2 separate regions of the Anser cygnoides genome follow, and region 1 is linked to region 2. A link is a contact called in public Hi-C data. All regions are on one chromosome and are shown on one strand. The core of a region is the stretch at or near the end of the contact, and the rest is flanking DNA. Distances in the headings are between cores, read along the strand shown.

The links. A called contact is a pair of places that touch in the nucleus more often than the background predicts.
Region 1: a contact with region 2 is called in a Hi-C map of liver, with 8 times the contacts expected there. The contact joins the enhancer-like site here to the promoter of TOP2A in region 2. A contact is called at or near these places in 2 of 7 Hi-C or Micro-C datasets (both in liver).

Annotation. Positions count from the first base shown.
Region 1 is chr22:7,629,096-7,631,828 of Taihu_goose_T2T_genome, forward strand. It overlaps RARA (retinoic acid receptor alpha), which reads right to left. Exons shown (of 10, transcript XM_066981428.1): 2 at 949-1,133; 3 at 826-946. The coding sequence starts at 1,005. Among named protein-coding and RNA genes, the nearest start is that of RARA, 6.8 kb to the right of the region's middle. Within about 2 kb of position 1,461, at least 2 of the 3 cell types and tissues checked have open chromatin away from gene starts, as enhancers often do. A contact at or near this core is called in liver, where this site is marked.
Region 2 is chr22:7,588,248-7,590,971 of Taihu_goose_T2T_genome, forward strand. TOP2A (DNA topoisomerase II alpha) reads left to right here and starts at 1,472. Exons shown (of 35, transcript XM_048053205.2): 1 at 1,472-1,628; 2 at 2,322-2,468; 3 at 2,561-2,651. The coding sequence starts at 1,596. It overlaps LOC106049566 (collagen alpha-1(XVIII) chain-like), which reads left to right. Exons shown (of 23, transcript XM_048053179.2): 23 at 1-493. The coding sequence ends at 187.

The DNA.
Region 1 (2,733 bases), core at 211-2,710, 41 kb after region 2:
TCGCCGCAGGGCGCGGGAACGGGGGCGCGCGGGTGCACAAGGAGAGAGGGGGGGGGTTTTGGGAAACTGAGGCAGGCCAGGGGAGGGTGGGGGGGGTCCAGCCCGGCCCCCCCCCCCCCCCCCCAGCTCCCGGTGGCGGCCGCGGCCCCGTGATGGATGGACGAGGCTGTCAGGGGGAAATTGAATCAGAGCAGGCAGGCCCATCGCCTCCATCGCCCCCCTCCCCCGGCGGCCGCCGCGCCAACAAAGGGCGCAGCGCGCGGCACCGCCGGCACCGGCCCCCCTGCCACCGTGCTGAGCCCCCCCCCCCCTGACCGGCACCCAGCCCGGTGCCACCAATGTGCCCGGGGAACGGCCACCGGCCCCCTAACCGGGCCGTTACAACCCCGGCCATTAACGAAGGCGGCCGTGCAATTAGCGCCCGCGCGCCCCGCGCCGTGCCTCAGTTTCCCCCGGTGGCGGCGCCGACGGGGCCACGGCGAGCGCCCGCAGCCAGGGAGCGAGGAGCCGGTGCCCCCCAGCCCCCCCCACACCGTACGAGGTCGGTTTGCCCCCCCAACCCTTTGTTTCCTGTCGCCGCAGCGATTTATAAAGCTCGCCGGGGGGGGGACGGGGACACCCCCAGGCCCGGTGTCACCCTCCCGGCACCGGAGCAGCACCACGGTGCCGGCACCGGAGCATCCCTGCGGGGCCGGCACCCGCAGCACGGACACCGGGGGGTCCCCGCACGCACCCCCGGCTCGGATCCCGACATCAGGACCCCCCCCCCCTATAAAAGCAGAGCCCCCCCCCCCCCCCGCCCCCGGCCCCCCCCTCGGTACTCACTGGCCGGCGAGGGCGTGCTGTATCCGCTGACGGGCAGCTGGTGCTGGATGCCGGGCAGGGTGCTGGGCGGCGAGAGCCCCCCCAGCATGTGGGGGAAGAAGAAGGCGTAGGGGGGGCACGGGGGTAGCCGTTGAGGTGCCCCCCCCCGGGCGTGGGGCAGGAGCTGCTGTTGCTGGCCATGGCGGGGGGCCTCCGGTGCTGGTGGGGGTGGGGGGGGGGGGCAGGGGGGGGGGCGCGTTCAGGCGTGGGGTGAGCAGAGCATGGGGCTGCCCGGCGCCTGTCCTGGCACGGCTGCGGCTCCTGGGGTGCTGCGGGGGGGGGGGCAGAAAAAGAAAACGGGGGGGGGGGTTAAAACACAGGCTGTGACACCCCCAAACCATCCCGACGCGCTGCCCACCGCCCCGTGCCTCAGTTTCCCCAGCACCGCATCCCACCACGGCCCCGGGGGGGGGCGCAGCGTGCCCGTGGGATTAACACACCCCCCCCCCCCGATTAACACCACCACCACCGGTCTCTAATCCCGGCTTATGGCCTGGGGGGGGGGGGGGGCACGCAGCGGGGACCCCCCCCCAGCACCACGCACAGGGGACGTGCGGGTGGGGGGATGCCGACGAGCACCGCGGGGTCCCCTGAGGTCAGCGTCCCCCGCCGCGTGTCCCCGAGCGTCACGGGGGTGCTGGGGGGGGAGGGGGTCGGGGGGGGGGGCACCTCCTGGCCCAGCACGGGGAGGGGGCTCCGAGACCCCCCCCCAGCACCAGCACCCTCCGACAGGGTGCTGGGCACAGCACCCTGACCCCGTACCACGGCTGGGAGCCCCCCCGGCCGGGCAGGGACCCCGCAACCCCCCCCCCCCCCCATGCCAGGCCAGCGGTGAGGGCCTTGGGGGGGGGGGGGGGGGGGGGACCCCACAGCGTATGGGGCGGGGGGCCCGGGGCTTTCACAATCCCGGGCTGGCTGTTTATTTAAGCGCTGGCGCGAGGCCCGGCGGGGGATGTTTATTTGCCGAGAGTGCTGGCTCCCGGCCCCGCGGAGGCGGAAAAGGATCCAGAGGAACAAGGCTGGGCCGCCCGGCGAGGCGCTGGGGAGGGGCTGGGACGGGCACGGCCCTGCCTGCCCCCCCCCGCCCCCAAACCACCCCCCCTCACCCCAAGGACTGGGTGCAACCCCCCCCCCCCCCCGGGGGCAGGACCCCCAGCCTCAGACCCCTCAATGATGCCCCGCATCCAGAGGGGCACCCGCAATGGGGTGGCGGGGGGGGACACACACGTACTGTCCGTCCGTCCCCCATAGTGGGCACCCAAGGGTGGGGGGCACCCAGTGGGTGCTGGGCACCGCTCCGGCAGCCGGGACAACGCCGGAGCTGGGCATGGAGGGGAGGGGGGGGGGTGACAGCCGCCAAGCCACGGTGCCCCCCCCACGGCACCCGAGGGACCCCGGTGCCAGCCCAGCACGGGGGCCACCCGGAGCCCCCCCCCTCCAAACCCCATCCCCAATCGGTGCTGCGGCCCCCCGAGCTGGGTTTGGGGGGGCAGGGGGGCAGCGGAGGGGGGGGGGCGGCGCGGGAAGCAGTGTTGATGTTTGCCGGTGCCAAGTGCTCACCGGGCACCGCGCCAGCCACGCCGGGGCCCAATTACTCAACCCGCGCCCGGGCCCCCCCCCTCGCTCCCAGACACCCCCCCCCCCCCAGCACACCGCAGGCCTGGGACAGAGCAAGGCCAGCGGCACGGCCACCGCCTGTCCCCGGCCTGGGGGGCACCTTCCCGGCACCCCCCCGGGACTGGCACCGGCCGAGGGGGCTCTGGAGGTGTGTGTGGGGGGGGGGTCCTGGGGGTAAATGGAGCTGTGCCCCCCCCCCCTCGGAGCAAGGCACGGTGCCTTCCTGCCGTGCAAAACGGGGCGCAGAGCCCC
Region 2 (2,724 bases), core at 222-2,721:
ATCCACGGCCCGGGGCAGCCAAGCCCGCAGGCGGGACTGCCAGGGATGGCGAAGCTCCGGCCCCGGGGAGGGCTTGGCGGCCCCGCTGGGCGAGGGCAAGCTGCTGGCGGGGCAGCGGCACAACTGCTCCGAGGAGCTGGTGGTGCTGTGCGTGGAGGTGGCCTTCCCCTACCGCCACATGTGGTGACGGCCACGCGGTGGGGGCATCGCGGCACCGGGGGGCCCGCGGCCCCAGGTATCCCATGGGGAGAGAACTGCAGCGTCGGGGCTGTGCGAGCACTGGGAGCACTGGGAGGACATCGTCCCCATCCCGGGCACTGGGAGCACCGGGATGACATCGTCCCCATCCTGGGCACTGGGAGGACATCGTCGTCCCCGTCCCGGGCTGTGCTTGGCCCCCAGGCTGTGCCCGGCCACCTCCATTACCTCAAGTAATGCTAATGCTGCGCCTTCCCCAGAAATAAAGATGTGGAAAAGTTGGTGTTTTGGACAATGCCCAGCTTCCCGTTACTGGGGGGTCATTACCGGGACAGCGGTGAGGGGCTGGGGACGGGTGTGCTGAGCCTGCAGTGTGGTGTCGGGGGATGCAGTGTGGGGACAGGGGGAGCAGTGTGGGGATGGGGGGAGCAATGTGGGGACGGGCGGGACACCACAAGGACCATGAAGTCACAGCCACCAGCCTGCCATCGACTGTCACCAACAGGGCCGCATGGCAAGCTGTCCCGACGAACCAGGGGCTAGAGGGGGGGCTTCAGCCACAGCCTGGCCCCCCGCCCTGCTCACTGGGTCCCACTGGGTCCCAGTTGCCCCCAGTCCCTGCCCACTGGTTCCCAGTTCCCGCTCACTGGGTCCCATTTACTCGCAGTGCCCACTCACCGGTTCCCAGTTACCCCAGACCCCGCTCCCTGGCTCCCAGTTACCCCTCAGACCCTGCTCACTGGTTCCCAGTTGCCCCCAGACCCCACTCACTGGTTCCCAGTTACCCCAGACCCTGCCCACTGGCTCCCAGTCCCCGCCCACTGGCTCCCAGTACTCCCCAGTCCCTACCCACTGCTTCCCAGTTACTCTGTCCCTGTTCACTGGCTCCCAGTTACCCCCAGACCCCACTCCCAGTTACTCCCAGTCCCCGCTCCCTGGCTCCCAGTTACCCCCAGACCCCACACCCAGCCCCCCCAGTCCCCACCCACAGGCTCCCAGTTCCCCCAGTCCATGCCCACTGCTTCCCCGTTCCCCCAGACCCCTCCCACTGGGGCCTCCCCATCACCCCCCCCCCCACAACGACGACTGAGCATGCGCAGGACCCAGCCGCGCACGGATCCAGCCGCTCAGAGCCCTCCCTCTTCCCCCTCCCACTGGCCAATCTCCCTGCCCATCAAAGAAATCTCCCCTTCGATTGGCTGCTTTGAAAGCGCGGCACGCCTTGTGACTGGCGAGGAGACGGGAGGCGGGCACCGCTTGTGTCCCCGCCCTCCCGCTGCCATTGGCGGGCGGCGGGGGCCGGCGCGCGGCGATTGGCGGAGCGTTGTGGCGGGCTGGGCGCGGGTTCGAACTGCGCGGGGCCGTTGGCGCCCCTCAGTGCTGCTGCCGCCGCCGCCATGGAGCTCGCGGAGTCCCCGGTGCCGCTCCGGGTGCGTGGGTGCCCCCCCGGGTCCCTCGGAACCCCCCCGGCCTCTCTCAGACCCCCCTGGGCTCCTCAGAACCCCCCCGGGCCCCTCAGGGTCCCCCCTCACCCCTTCGCCGGATCCCCTCAGGGTGTCCCCGGCCTCCCCCCGCCGCTCCATGGCCTCTCACAACCGCCCCCCCCAGGTTCCTCTAGGCCTCCCCCCTCCTGTTAGGGCCCCCCCCGACTCGGAGACCCCCAAACTCTCGCCCCAAGCTCCCCTACCGTCAGAGCCCTTCCCTAAACTCCCCTTCCGATCCCCCCCCGCCATTTGGAGCCCCCCAAATTCCCCCCCAAGCTACCCTCCTGTCAGCCTCCCCAAATTCTTCTCCCCCCCCCGCAAGGCGCGGAGCTCCCCACACACACACTCTCTTCACATCAGCCCCCCCCCCCCCCCAAACTCCCCTCCCATCAGGGACCCTGGCTTGGAGCCCCCCGGTTTCCCCCTTCTGCCCACCCTCCCCCAGGCTTGGAGCCGTCCAGACCCCCCTCCCATCAGGACCCTCCCGACTCAGAGCCCCCCTAAACTCCCCTCCTATCAGAGACCCCCAAACTCTACTCCCATGGGGTCCCCCCCACGGCTCAGAATCCCCCAGACTCCCCTCTTGCCCCCCGCCACCAGTCCCCGCTGCCCCTCACCCCCTCTCTTCCCCCCCCTCAGCCCACCGACGAGAACCCCCGGCTGCCCAAGGGCGATGGCGCCAAGAAGCGGCTCTCGGTGGAGCGCATCTACCAGAAGAAGACGCAGCTGGAGCACATCCTGCTCCGGCCCGACACCTACATCGGCTCCGTGGAGACGGTGACCCAGGTACGGCGGGGCCAGGGACGGCCTCTGAGCCCTCCAAACCCGCAGCGCGGAGCTGAACCGGGGGGCTAAACGTTTCTTGTCTTTCTTTTCAGCAAATGTGGGTTTTTGATGAGGACGTGGGCCTGAACTGCAGAGATGTGACCTTTGTGCCTGGCTTGTACAAAATCTTTGATGAGATTCTGGGTAAGAAGATGCTGTTCTTGGGTTGTTGCTTGGCTGTCGAGGTGTTTCTGAACCGACAGAGAAACCAGAGTTA